2 separate regions of the Mus musculus genome follow, and region 2 is linked to region 1. Evidence: chromatin contacts called from public Hi-C data. All regions are on one chromosome and are shown on one strand. Each heading gives the region's core, a stretch centred on a gene start, on an enhancer-like site or on the middle of the called end of the contact. The rest is flanking DNA. Distances are from core to core; before and after follow the strand shown.

The links. A called contact is a pair of places that touch in the nucleus more often than the background predicts.
Region 2: a Hi-C map of CD8 T cells shows a contact between it and region 1, with 4 times the contacts expected there. The contact joins the promoter of 1700030C12Rik here to the promoter of Spred2 in region 1. A contact is called at or near these places in 2 of 484 Hi-C or Micro-C datasets (CD4 T cells and CD8 T cells).

What each region holds. Positions count from the first base shown.
Region 1 is chr11:19,921,019-19,928,492 of GRCm38.p6, reverse strand. It overlaps Spred2 (sprouty-related EVH1 domain containing 2), which reads right to left and starts at 4,051. Exons shown (of 6, transcript NM_033523.4): 1 at 3,537-4,051. The coding sequence starts at 3,562.
Region 2 is chr11:23,494,265-23,501,738 of GRCm38.p6, reverse strand. 1700030C12Rik (RIKEN cDNA 1700030C12 gene) reads right to left here and starts at 3,978. Exons shown (of 3, transcript NR_166706.1): 1 at 3,828-3,978; 2 at 3,154-3,277; 3 at 2,076-2,353. It overlaps Ahsa2 (AHA1, activator of heat shock protein ATPase 2), which reads left to right and starts at 3,700. Exons shown (of 9, transcript NM_172391.4): 1 at 3,700-3,964; 2 at 4,858-5,048; 3 at 6,675-6,760. The coding sequence starts at 3,885.

The sequences.
Region 1 (7,474 bases), core at 2,802-5,301:
ATAAATGTAACCCCAGCGCTTAGAAGGTAGAGACAGGAAGATCAGGGAGATGTTTGAAGCCAGCCTTGGCTGCACATGGGAGTCTGAGGCTAGCCTGAGCTCATGGCACCCTGTCTCGAGAAAACAAAACTCAGGGCTCTGTTGGGGCGAGTGGATGGCTCAGCGGGTAAAGTACTTACCATGCAAACCCGATGACCTGAGTTTGGTTCCCAGAATCCACACAAAGGAGGAAAGAGTAACAACCTCACAAAGCTGTCCTCTGACAGGAGTGACATGGCACACATGTATACACACACACACACACACACACACACACACATGCAAATGTTAAACCTTTAAAAAGACAAAATGTCATATGGCTCAGCACTGCCTGTATTATATTAGGTTTGGTGTCCCATACTCGTTTCACCTTAATAAGTCCAACATCCAGTAATATTACTTTGAACCTCCATCCATAATCTAGGGGGGCAAATACAGAATCCTCATGCCCAAGTTTGTTTACCTTCACTTTAATTTGCTATGCTCCTCATACCTCATGACAATGAAGAAAAACCACGGCAACAAGAAACTCATCAATTTAGTACAATCAGAGTTCAAGGAATGACTTACAGAAACAACCAGGAGGCACAGAGGGCTACAGCCATAGTGAAAGGTGCCCGACTAGCTTCGTGAGACCGGGCTCACAAGACTGGCCACCACCGTTTAGATACTAGCTAGGAGCACAGGGTTCTTCCTGACCTGGGCTGTTGAGTGAATTCTCCACGTTGGAGACTAAAGGGATAGTCTCGGACAAACTACTTAAACTCTCCTCAGGTTCCCCAAAAGGGAGATAACATGGTGAGTTCTACATATTCCACTGCTACAGGCATCCCATGAAGACACTCCAGAAGGCAGTGGAAGAAAGCACACTTGTCATTCCAGCACTCAGGAACCTGAGACAGGAGGATCCCTCTAAGTTAGAGTCCAGCCTGGTCTACATAAAAAAGCTAGCCAGGGGATTTATGGTGAGGCCCTATCTAGACAAGAACAAAAATATAACTCCCCCAAAAGCCAATTCAACAGTGGTAAAGACACCAGGGCTCTCTAACCCTCTGAAACTAGAACCCATCTTTAAGACCTACTGTCTCAACAGAATTCTTTCGTTTTTTTGTTTGGTTTTTGTTGTTGTTGTTGTTTGTTTGTTTTTTTGTTTTTTCGAAACAGGGTTTCTCTGTGTAGCTCTGGCTGTCCTGGAACTCACTCTGTAGACAAGGCTGGCTTTGAACTCAGAAATCGGCCTGCCTCTGCCTCCCAAGTGCTGGGGTTAAAGGAATTCTTTACCCAACCTGAGCTCAAACTCATGACATCCCTCCTGCCTCAGTCTCCAGCTGCTGGGATAACAGGTGTGAGCCACCAACTTCAGCTTCTACAAGCCTTCTGATCACAGTCAAATTGATCTCTCTCCCCAGGACTGGAATGAGGAAGTATTCCCTTAACACTGGTGTCCTCACCTGGAATCCTTTCGTCTAGGCTAGCAAATGGGGGAAGGCACAAGGCTGACTGGCCACTGGAAAACAGCACAAGCCGACTGCACCCCCAGTGGAAGAAGCCAGGAACCTTAATGCACACTGGGCAAAGCTCTCCAAGAACCCCCATCAGCACAGGTACTGTTCACTGCCCCCAAGGCTACTCCTAAGTGCAAGTACAGACAAGGACCCAGAAAAAGAACTGTTTATTGGCCAAGTTTCAAAAGGGGAGGGCCTAGCAGATAATCCTTCCCTCTATATTTCAGCATTAAAACTCTCAACTTTCTTCCCCTATTTTATGATTTCAATGACAGGTATAGTAAGGCAAAATAAGATGTCTAAAACAGCCCAAAGCATGCTGTGAGACTTGCACAGCAGGTGGGAACCTCTCCAGGGACAGGTGTCTTGACAGATTAGGGTTACTGCTGTCAAAGTTCCCTGGGGACACACCGAAGGAAATTCCCTTTGCAGAACATCAGCTTCCTTCCACTCAGTCTGACAATGAATGCCACAGGATAAAAGGCCATTTAAAAACAATCGAGGGCTGGGCCGCAGCTCAGTAATGGAGCTCTTGCTTGTCTGGCTGTGGCAGGCCCTGGGTGCGAACTCCAGACCGAAGACAAAGGAAAAGAAGGGAGATTTCTTAGAGTGGTACACAGGATTTTGCCACCTGCTACAAGAGCTCTTTAAGCCGCCCAGTGGCCCAGTCCTGAGTCACTTCCCCTCTCTGCACTCTAGAGTGTCAATGCTCACGGGGGAAGGGGGTGGGGTGGACACACAAAAGCAAAAGACCCAGGGTTTGGGAGCTAGTCTCCAGCCACTCCCGCTCCACCTCTCCAGGTCCCCCTCCCCTCAGCGTCCCCGAGACTGCGGACCCATTCTGGAGTCCAAGCAGGCGCCGCTGCTACCTTGGCTAATGGCAGCACTGAATGAAAGGAGCCGAGGCAGGCTCAGGATTTATGAATGTGCAAGGGAGGAGGGATATCATGTGACAATAAAGGAGAACGTCTTATTCACAAAAAAAAAAAAAAAAAAAAAAAAAAAAGTGGTGAGCGAATACAGCCACTGAACAGCAGTCTCAGAGCCGGGCACGGCTAGGACCCCTGGCTAAGTACCCGCTGGGGCCCACGGGCAGCCCCGCCCCCAGCTCCCCGAGAGGGAAACGCCTCGAACACTACTAGAGCGGAGATCCAAACCTAAGTGCGACTTAGGCGGGAAGCAGCTGCCACTTGGCCCAGAGACGGTGACAAGCCCGGGTCTCCCCGAGGGGCGAGCACAAGCACCTCTGACTAAGCACCGAGAGCTTTGTTCCCCTCGGGCCTGCGGGCCGGGCACACGCACGGGCACGCGCTCTCCCTCACATACATGCCAGGAGCGCGCTTCCCCGCACGCTCTCCCGCCCTCGCTGCACACGCTTCGGATCCGCCCCCAGTGCTGCCCCGACACCGCGGGGCGCGTGTGCCGGCCCACACGCGCGTGCACACACTCACGCGCGCCGGGACTCGGCAGGCTGCTCCCGCGCTCTGGCCGCTGCGAGGACCCGGGCGCACTGACCCTGTGCCGAGCCCGACTGGCCCTCCCCCAACTCCTCCGTGTTTTTATGAATGAAAATGTGGTATGCAAATGAGAGCGATTCAAGAAAACGAAATGGCGGAGCCCGGGCCCCAGAGGGCTCCGGAGAGGGCTATGGGAGGGCAGCAGTGCCAGGAGTCACAAAGTCACCATGCACACAGACCCATCGACCCCGGGATGCCCCGCGTGGAGGGCGTCAGAGCTTCCGCTCCCGCAGCCCGAGGACCGCCCCGAGGTCATTTGCGCGCCCTTGGCCCGGGCTGCGACCTGGACTTGCAGACCCCAGGCGGTTTCTGCCGTCTCCCCCAGCCAAGTCAAGAGCCTCGCGCATAGCCCCGACAGCTCAGCCAGCGGCTGCACCCCAGGCCAAGTTCCTCCGACGAGTCCCCTCCTGCGTCCTTGGCGGCGGCCCCCACACCACCCCTCCGGGCACCCGCGTCCCACCCGCGGCTAACTTACTCGTCCGGGTGTGTTTCTTCGGTCATTTTCTTGTTCACCTAGACGCCTGTCCCGCGGCATGCAGCCTGGCTCCCTTCATCTTCCTGTGCGCTCGCCCCCCTTCTTCACATCTCCGACATCTCCTGATTTGGTGGTGGAGGGGGGGAGCTAGAGATGAAGGGGGCGCCGAGGCAGGCGGGGAAATGGAGAGCCCCGAGATCAGGGCGAGGTCTGGGAAGGGGCACACCAGGCAGCGGACGCCGTGGGCCGGCCGGGCACGGCCCCGGGGCTCTGAGGGGGTGCAGAGGCGAGATTTGGGAAGGGGACCCGGAGGGGGAGAGCAGCAGAAAAACAAGCACGCTCCGGGCGGCGGGCGGGCAGTCGGCTGCGCTGGGGCCGGGCCGGGGTCGCCCCCGGGGACCGGGCCAATCAGGGTTCCGGGTAGTGCTCGGCGGCCGGGGGAGATGCGCCTGGGAGGCGGTGCAGGGCGCCCCGTCCGAGCCCCATCTCGCCACTCCACCGATTTACTCCATATTGGATTCTCAGCGCCGCCAACAGGAGGAGGAAGTAGGGCGGAAGCGATGACGTCTTCCCAGCGGCCAGAGGTGGTGGAGTGCAAAAAGCTTCCTACTTGCGACCAAAATAAAAGAGAGAGAGGAGAGAGAGAGGAAAAAAACACACTCACAAAACACTTTGTCCCGCCTACTGAGCGTGCCCCTCTTCTACTCCCCCTCCCGCTAGCTTCCAGTCAGGGAGGAGCCTCGGAACAGCATGGTTGGCACTGCGTTTGTCAGGATCCGAATCCTTGTCTCCGGTGCTCCGGGTTTTAGGAAGCCCAAGAGGGAGGAGGCGGGAGCCGAAGACAAGAGCACATCTGGCTCCCGTTTTGTCCCTCCCTCCTTCCAAACCTTCGGATTAAAAATCAAGGGGGGAGGTGGCGGAGGGCGGAGATGGGGAGGAGTTTAGATGTTGCCAGAGAGTTTGGGTTTGGAGAAACACTGCGGGGTGGGGGTTGGGGGCAGTGCAGGTGGCCTCCGCTGGCCTCCACACGATGGGATTACTGTCATGCAACACCATGCCCACCTAGAGCGGGCATATTTTTAAAAATATGTACGCAGAAAACAAAAGGCAAACAGCCATAAAACTTTGGCATTGCAGGCAGAGATGAAGTTTAAAGGTAACACCAAAGTAAATTATCCAGTCTGTGAATAACGTTTCTTGTCTCCAGCTCTTAGAAGTCTACTCTTAGTTTACTGGGTCACAGATTACTACCTTTGATGGGGTTTGGCCAAAGAGAGACCCAGGAACTCATTACTCCACCCCCGACCCGTCTTCCCTTCCCTTCCCTTCCCTTCCCTTCCCTTCCCTTCCCTTCCCTTCCCTTCCCTTCCCTTCCCTTCCCTTCCCTTCCCTTTCCTTCCCTTCCCTTCCTTTTTCTCTCTTTCTTTCTTTCTCTCTCTCTCTCTCTCTCTCTCTCTCTCTCCCTCTCTCTCTCCCTCCCTCCCTCCCTCCCTCCCTCCCCCCCCCTCTCTCTCTCTTTCTTTCCTTCCTTCTTTCTTTTTGAATGTGCGGGGGCAGAAGGAGGATGCATCCATGCATGTCAGCACCATTTGTGGGCAGAGAGGAGAGGCTGTTGGATCTCCTGGAACTGGTTGCTAGCCTCTGTGTAGGTCCTAGGAATTAAACCACAGTCTTATGGAAGATCTTAACTGCGAGCCATCTCTTCATACCTCTCTTTAAATTATTTTTCCTACCATGGCCTAGGACCTGCCTGAGGTTTTCTGAGAGGACCTATGCACCATCTAGACAACGAGCAGGATTGCACCCAGGGCTCAACTTGTGGATTTGCCTGGAATCTGAATTTGCGATATTAAAATCCATTTCAATTTTTGAAGGGGGCACCATGTTTTCACTTGACATGGATGACACCAATTACAGAGTCACTGGGTATTTCCTGAGGTCTTGCCATGGAATAAGGGACAGGGATTATGTCCTCAAGACTAATAGACATTTCTGTTCTCCTGAATATGCCATTAGAGACATTCCACTTAGATTTTAAATAGCTACGAAACAAACTGGGGGATGAAATATTTGCTTCAAAAATAGAAAATTGCTGGACTGGATAATCCCATTCTACGGAGGCTGGGGTAGGAGGATTGATAGTAGTTCAAGTCCAGCCTGGTCTACAAGTAGAATCCTAGGCTAGACATAGCTAGTAAGCAAAATCCAGTCTCAAACAAAACCACAAACAAAAAACAAACAAAACAAAAACAAAACAGCCGGGCATAGTGGATCATGTCCGTAATTCTAGTATTCTAGAAGCAAAAAGGTGGGTGGATCTCTGTGAGTTTGAGGCCAGTCTGGCCTATATAATGAGTTCCATGCCAACCAGACTACATGATTAAGACCCTGAATCAAAGTAGTGGTCGTGGTGATGATGATGATGATAATCAGCAACAACTAAAACAAAACCCATACACAAAACAAAAGTAGCCCTCTTAGAGGTCTGTGTGTATTGAGAGTTCCACGGGGGCTTGAAAAATAAGAGTTTCACCTTTGAGTCAAGTAGAAACCAGTGGTTTCATGCTTTCCACAACCATGATCTTTGTGGATACACATTGAGGTTCAACACTGGATTCTGAGTGCTCATGACAAGTAGTGGTAAGGACGCCAAACCTCGAGACCTGCATTTTGGTTTTCTCTTAGAAGACCTGAGGTCCTGACAGTGAGGTCTCTGTTAATTCTTCAACTTTTACAGGAATAAACAAAGCAAACCTTATCTTTCTTCATTTTTTGTTTGTTTGATTTGGGGGGTATTTTTATTTGTTTGCTTGTTTCTGTTTTGTTTTTTTTTGTTGTTTGTTTGTTTGTTTGTTTGTAGGCCGTGAAGAAAGTGAGACATACTGGGTGTGGTGGTAGACACCATTAATCTTGGCAGTCTGAAGGTAGAGGCAGGTAGATCTCTTGAGTTCAAAGCTATATTAGTCTACAGAAAGAGTTCTAGGACAGCTAGGGCTAAATATTGAGACCTTGGTTTAAAAAAAAAAAAAAAGACTGGGGGTTGGGTAAGCTGTAGAGTTGCTTAGTGGTTAAGAGCACTGGTTGTTCTTTCAGAGGACCCAGGTATGATTTGCAGCACCCATATGTCTGCTCACAACCTTCTATAACTCTAGTTCCAAAGATCTGACATTGTCTTCTGGACTCCAAGAGCATGAGGTACCCAAGCAATGCATACATAGTTATACATACAGGCAAGATACCCATACACATAAAAGAAAATAAACATAAAACAAACAAAAAGCAGACCCATTCAGAGCTAGGAGATAGGTTAGTATGAGGCTTACTTGTCATCCGAGGGCCTATGCTCCTTCTTTAGCACCCACATTTGATGGCCTGCAATTATAATCCCATTGTTGAAGAGATGGAGACAGGAAAATTCCACAGGGCTTACTAGTCACTTCTGTGGTCTGACAACTTTCAGATTGAAAAGCAAGGTGGATGACTCCCAAAGAACAATAACGGAAGTGTCTAATGAATTACTTGGATCACACCGATCTATTTCTAGAGTTTGTTGTAACGTCTCGGGATTTATTTGTTTTGATTTGTCCCACTGATGTCTTATTTTTTCTTATTCTGTTACCCCCACAAACTATAATAAAATCATGTCCTTTCTCAAAAAAAAAAAAATCGTAGACATTCGAAAATAAGTAAGCAGGGCGTGGTGGCGCAAGCCTTTAATCCCAGTACTTGGGAGGCAGAGGCAGGTGGATTTCTGAGTTTGAGGCCAGCCTGGTCTACAAAGTGAGTTCCAGGACAGCCAGGGCTACACAGAGAAACCCTGTCTCGAAAAACCAAAAAAAAAAAAAAAAAAATATTAGTTTGTCCCAATCTTAGATTTAGATTTCAATTCAGAAGCATTATAACCATCAATCGGGGCACGGTAGACTCGAGAGACTGAG
Region 2 (7,474 bases), core at 2,729-5,228, 3.6 Mb before region 1:
AAGGAAGTGAAGATCAGCGAAGACCTGCAGGTGACAACATACCATGACAGGGACTGCCTGCAGTAGGCCAGGAGGGAGACACCTCAGAAGCCCAAGGCAGCTCTTTGTAGAAAAGGCTGTTCCCATTTGTCCTAACCTTAGCCCTGGACAATGGCTGCATAGATTTCATTTGTGCGTAACTGCTTTTCAGTTGGCCTTGGTGTGCATAATCTATTATATCTGACTTTCTTCTTTCTCCTTCTGCGCTGGTGAATTCTGTGAAACTAGATGTTCCCTGATGTAATGATTCTTAAACAATTAAAAATTGAGGCATAGCCGGGCGTGGTGGCACACGCCTTTAATCCCAGCACTCAGGAGGCAGAGGCAGGCGGATTTCTGAGTTCGAGGCCAGCCTGGTCTACAAAGTGAGTTCCAGGACAGCCAGGGCTATACAGAGAAACCCTGTCTCAAAAAAAAAAAAAAAATTGAGGCATAGGGGCACAGCACAGCAGAATCCTAATGACCCAGGTGCACACTGTGAACTCTCATCTTGGAAGCAATGCACTAACTGCACAATGGTAGTTCCAGATTAATGCTTGACTTGCAAAGAAAGTTTGAAGAAATTATTAGAAAATGAAAGAGAGCCAACATTGGGACTCCAAGAAAGAAAAAAAAATCATTAAAGTTATGAAATAAGTTTTGCACAACATTTGAGAGTGGTTCCTGGATAAGCAAGTATAGAATATGTAAGATCTTATATTAGTATAATTAAGTTAAAACACTGGGACTCTTAGGAGAGTCATTGTGCGCAATGTGCAGAAGCAGAAAGCTAGTGGAACTGTTGAGTTAAGGGTTAACTTGATTCTTTCTGGTCACTGCCTGGCAGCTTTGTCCATGTCATTTATCATCAGAGCTTCATAAGAAAATACAAGTAGCTGGGCTCTGAGCTCTGAAGTATAATAAGTTAAAGTTTAAATAATAAGTTTGCAATTATTATATTGTCTGTTGACCTGGGAATAGGGAAGCTTGAAATTTTGGGGAACAATTGTAGTTCTTGATTCTTTGTGGGACATGGTTATTCTTTTGAATTTGATTTGGCAATGATTATACAATGTCTTTTTTTTTTAACCTGCTTTTGGAGTATCAATAAAAGATGGGGCAAGAAAAAGGCAAGAGAGCGAGTGAGAGAGCAAGTGAGGTGAATGCGGAGAGTGAATGAAGAGTGAGTGAAGAGAGAATGTGAGGTGTGTATGGAAAATGTGTGTGGGAGTGAAAGGAAAGTGTGTGTGCAATGCTTGTGGAGGGTGTGTGTGAGAGTAAAAGGGGAACACACAGAGGTGTGTGTGAGTGTGAGAGTTCAAGAAAAGAAAAGCACACAGAAGAAAAGCAGAATACACAATTGAATGCAGAGTGTGTGCCGCCTCAAGCTGCGAGCGAGTGGGAGAGAGAGAGAGAGCAGGGAATGAGAGAGAAGAAAACCTTTAAGCCTTGAAAAGTTGCCTGCCAGCTTGTACTCAGAGTGAATAGAGTAGTCTGTGTCTATTCACTATGAATCTTCCAGTAGAGAACTCCGATCCTGTGTTGAGGCTGGACCCTGACAAAGACTCAAGACCAATGAAGCACCCTGTCCATTGAGTCCTATACTCTCTCCAAACATCACGTGTCCCCTCAGGCGTCTTGCCTGAGTCTGCATCATATGACTGACTTCTTCACATATCAAACTTGCTTTTTCACTAGAATGTAGTGATTTTTCACACATGATAAAGATTATATACACGATGTACGTAGAAGCCGTCTTATTCCTGGGGTCCACATGATGGAAGCAGAGAACTGACTCTGGGACGCTGTCCTCTGTCCTCCACACCTCAACTGTGGACTGTGGATGAGTGTGAACAAACTCACAATAATAGACGAAACAAAGAATCTAAAAGCGCCTGGCGTGGTGGCGCACGCCTTTAATCCCAGCACTCAGGAGGCAGAGGCAGGCAGATTTCTGAGTTTGAGGCCGGCTTGGTCTACAGAGTGAGTTCCAGGTCAGCCAGGACTACACAGAGAAACCCTGTCTTGAAAAACCAAAAAAAAAAAAAAACTAAAAGCACAATTATCAAGCCCATGTTTTGGAGAAGGACACAAATTCAGTCTGTTTACACCAAACAATTACAGTTTAAGGGTACACCCCTCTGCCTCCCACCAGCACCCAGTGAGCCTCGTGTGACTCCACTTTTCATGTCCTGAAATCATGGCTTCCTTCCCACTGCAGCCCACTGTCCAGGTCATCTCTCTTCCATCTGTGGCTGGACTTCTTCCCCTTTGATCAGCTGTCTTCAGACTCACTGCCAGGCAAGGATTTTCTTTTTCCATTGTTTTATCATTTCTTGAAAATTAAAGAAAGCTTCAATTAACTTTGGACATCTGAAATTGCTTAAATGTCTCAATTATTGTTATGGTCTATAAATGCCCCCCCCAGGGGGTGTGGGAACACCATGGTTTTGTTCACTAGCTATTGACCCAGTACTTTTTCTAGGACAGTTTCTTTCGGGGCCACCTTCCCCACTCTTTTACTTTTTCCATTGTTTCTTTCCCATTTTTGCAATGTCTTATTGGAGGTCATTTTTAAATCGCAGATCTGAAGAGTGCTTCAGGGTCCATTGGTCTCCTAGACTCACAATCGAGTTACATTCCAGTAAATTTATTTCTACTGGGAGTAGTTCTTGTATATTTTGGTATTTATACATTTTAGTGATTGTAGCAGCTTCTACCCTCAGAAGTCTTATTTTCTGTCAGGTTCAAATGAACATATCTAAATCTTATCATGAAATGTTTTATCAGGAGCAAACAGAAGAACTGGATGAAAAGTAGGCACACAAAGTACACGCCAATCATCGCTAGAGTCTTGCCTTCTGTCAGCTGTGCCTTTGGTATGATCAGTTGAACTAACAATGCCGTTTGATTTGGGGGGGGGGGTCACAGCATTGCTTCAGCAGTTTGAATGATGTAACTTCTCGAAGAACACATCGAAATGCAATAGCTCCAATAAACACCATAGCCCTTTCAGCTTGTTTTGCTGATAAGCAGACCACTGAATGGCAAGTGCACAGAGCAGCCAGGTCCTTCCCCATCTCCCATTGAACTACCTATTTTATTTGTTAAAATAATCTCCTAAGAAACACTTTCCAGATGGTGGCTTCAGTTTTTGCTAGAAGGTGAAAAACGATGGAAAGAATTAATAAACCCTTATTGTAACTGTATCCACAATCCCAGGCACTTGCAAGCACGATCTTTTGTCTCTAGAGGATCACTGCATGGAAAAAAAAAAAGCATTCTTTCAGTAAACCCTCGCGGGCCTCTGCTTAGGGACCTGCGCAGCTCCCATCCCAAGGGCCTCAGAAAATGGACAACCCGCTCTGGTACGAGCCCTGGGCGGAGTCTCGGTCGTTCGTAGAAAGCCCTGGCCAGAAGCCTCGCTGGGCAGCAGGAGCCAGCGGCAAGAACAAGGCGAACCAGGGGTTACAAAGCGGAGGGCTAGGGCCAGGGCGGAGCCTTAGGACCGGGGGGCGGGGCGAAGTCGGGGAGGAGCCTAGCAGAAGACAGCGCCAGGAGGCATAGGGCGGGGTCTTAGGGCAGAGAGGCGGGGCGAAGTCGGGGGTGGGGTGGGGGAGAAGCCTGCAGAGGGCGGCGCCCAGAGGTGTGGCATATTGGGGGCGTAACCGGGCTTGGGGCAGAGTCGATGTGGGGTGGAGCTGGCTGCGGGGAGCGGACAGCGGGGGGCGGGGCAGGCTGTGGCCGGGGCGGCCCGGGGCGGGGACTTCTGGCACTTTCTGGGAGCTGCGGGCGATCGGCTCACAGACCTTCTGGCCGGAAACCCGCGCGCTCCCGCTACCAGGGCCGTCGTCGTCAGCGCCGCCATGGCCAAGTGGGGCCAGGGGGACCCGCGCTGGATCGTGGAGGAGCGGGAGGACGGGACCAACGTGAACAACTGGCACTGGTGCGGTGGGCCCCGGGCGCGAGCAGGCGGGCGGGCTCCTGGGAGGGCCGCGCGGCGCCGCAGCACGGCTGCCCGTGGCGGGAGACGGTTCCTAACTGCGCTGGTCCTACGGCTTCAGGCTCCTCCTGAAGTTGGGCGAGCTCCAGAAGGGACTTCTGTCTCACCCTACCGGACAGCTGTGCCTCGGTCGCCCCTCACCCAGCCATCCTCGGCCTTGAGATGCGTAGTGCGCGTGCGTGCGCCGACGGTGCTGTGTCCGTGTGCAGTAGGAAGGCAGGGACTTGGATCTCACTTTCTTTGCTTTGTCTCAGTTTGCACTAGTTATCTGCCCCCCTTTGTGTCTCAGGAATACCGGGAGATGTCTGCCTCTTTGGCGGGCATTGGGGAAAGCTGAGGGAAGCAGAGCCCAGACTGCACCATAAGATGACTTAGCTGTCCTGAAAGAATTATGTTCTAGGCTGGATTCTATGATTAGGACACTGACGTCTCAGGCTGCTCTTTGTCCCCTTAGATGAGAACATTAGAGAGAATGCATAAGATAAATATGGAAATGCCAGATAACTGATATTGTGGTTAAGGCTATTTAAATGACTACCACCGTTACAGGTGGCCGCAGCTTAGCCAATCCATTTCCTGGGGTGGAGATTGCTGGACCCTTTTCCCCGGGGCCATTGTTTTTAAGATTACCCATTATTATATGGTGAATAATAGTGTCTTAAGAAACTGAGCAACAGGCTTAGAAGATACCTAGTAGAAACCTCGTCAGAGAAGCACATTTGCGAGTTGGAGGCTGCTTGAATACCAGGACTCACCTGGTCTGGGTTTGGATGGCATCCTGGCTGCTCAGATGGAGACCAGCTGGGCCATTCACCTGTCTTTCTATTCTCTGGCAGGACAGAGCGGGATGCCACCATTTGGTCCAAGGGGAAGCTCCGAGAGCTCCTGGTTGGCATTGCTATGGAGAATGAGGCTGGCCGATGTGAGATCAGTGAGTTGAAACAGGTGGAAGGTGAGGCTTCATGTAACAGCCGCAAAGGGAAGCTTATTTTCTTCTATGAGTGGAACATCAAGCTGGCCTGGAAAGGTAATGGGGGTCCTGGCAAGAGGCAGGTTGGGGACACCCTGTGTACAGTCTTAACGTTTAGTAGCAGTAGCTGATGTTCGGATGTGCTTGGTGTTGCTATGTTCTGAAAGCTGCACTTCACTACTCTAGATGCCTGAGGGGCAGTTCTTTCTCAGTTAAGCCCTTTTACCAGCATCTGTGACTAGGGCCTTAATGCAGCTGCCACCTGCCACCCTTCCTCCACAGATGCCTGCTTCCCTTAAAAATGTTTAATTATTTCAAAACTTAAAAAATTATTTCTGTGTGTGTGCGCACATACTTGGGTGTCGTAGCACGTGTAGAAGGCAGAGTTGGTTGGTAGCAAGTGCTTTTGCCTCTTGCTAGCTTATCTTTGTTGTCTTAATTCTATTATGTGTGTGGGCATGTGTGCCATGGTGGGCATGTGAGGTGCAAGGACACAGGAATTTAATTCAAGTCACTAGGCCCCAGCAGTAAGTTCCTTATCCATTGAGCCATCTTGTCAGCCCTCCCTTGGGGACTTTATCCTAAGATTGGGTTCTTTGGACAATCCATATAGATAGAATCCTGTCATACATAAAACTCTCTGCTTTCATTCCACCTTGTACCATGTTTTAGTACTTTATGCTGTTTTTATGTGCATTGTGTGGACAGAGCACATTTTATCTCTTTACCTGTTGATGGACCTTTTTGTTCATAGTTGTCTTGACTTTACCAAGACACGTGGTACTTAGCTTATGGTTCAATACTTGTTGACATGACCAAAGGTCAATCATAGGGAAAGGGAGAGAACAAGGAGAGATGTGGGTATGGAAGACCGACCGTATTGTGTTAAGAACTCGGGTGTCTGCCTAGAGTTGGCTACTTTCTGTGTAGTTTGTTAAGATGAAGCTCACTGAGCCTTCCTTGGCCTCTGAGTCAGGGAGGTGTCAAACATCAAAGCAGTCCTACTAAGTTCCCTGCAAGTTAAGACTAGCTTGGGCCACAATAAAAAGATCCCATTTCACAAGAAAGCTAAGAGCTTGGGATGTAGCTCAGCATCTGAATGCTTGCCTAGTGTGCAGAGGGCTCTAGGTTAATGCACGTGCGTGTAAGCAGCATCACGCCTGACTCTTGCATTGCCCTCACTTTCTCTGTGGTTGCTGCTGGTCCTAATGACCCCATCAGCTTGTTTCACTCCTTGACATCTCAAGTTGCAGAGGTGAATGGAGATCCAGAGCTGACCTTTGCATTTTAGCACACCTGTCTCCTACAACCATTCCCTTCATTGAATTTAGCCAGAGTAGCACTTCTGGAGCCTCACCTTATTTTGTAGCAGTGAGCTGCTTTAGATGATGCCAGAGTATCTCAATGTGGATGCATCTGAATATTGTTCCAGTTGCATGGTCCTGCCGGTGTGCCCCGTACGCATTTTAATCAAAACTATTTTAAATACTCCCCCTGGCCCTAGATGAGTATACTGAAAGGGGATAGGTGTGTTGTGTACCATGTTGGCTGGTCCCTGTCTTGGTTGGTCTCTGATGTGGTCATAACCCTGAAAGGGGAGTGAGGCCACATATGGGCTATTCATTCAAGCAGAGGTCTTTTGCATAAACCAGTTATTAATTGGATCCACTTTGCTTATTTTAGGTACAGTTAAAGAATCTGGTGCAAAACACAAGGGACTTATTGAAATACCCAGCCTTTCTGAAGAAAACGAAATCAATGACACTGAGGTATCTGCTGGTGCTCTCCTGTTCTCTGGTTAAGCTTCAGCTATAGGTGTTGGACATTTGCAAACTGCTCATTAGATTGGTCCTGTGGAAGTTGTGAATTATGGGGGTTGTCTGCCACTGTGTTATACACTGTGGGTGTCTGAGAGATGGAGCAGAGGTGTGGAAAAGGAGGAAGTCCTAGGAAACTTCAGACTCCCAGGACCAAGTATAGTACCTGGGCAGGGGAGTGACAGCAGGCAGCCTAGCTCTTACCTGTGCAGTTAGTTCATCGATGCTTTCAGGTTAAATGTGACAAGGCATGTGCTGGGAAGTGCTTGAGCCATGTGCATGGCTTACTGAATTAGACTGTTTGTTTCCCCTTAATGGGGACAGTTCTCAGCCTTTAGGTGTCCTTTTTGGATTCATCTCATCACTTCTTTATGCCTGTCTTGCCTCTTCGAATTGCCTCTGGGATTCAGGACCATTGTACAGCACCTGTAATCCCAAATCTAGACAGTCTAGCCAAAGTCTAACATAGAGCAAGCAGCATTTCTGAGGTCTTGCCTTTACTGAAGGTCACTGAGGTCATGTCTCATACCTTCAGACTTAGCTTGTTGTACTCTGGTGCTGCTGTTCCCCACAGCGCTCATGAGAAGTGCAGCTTTCTGGTGGCATATTAAACAGATCTAAAGTATGCTGCAGTAGAATCTAGCAGAGCAGATGCCAGACTTAGGC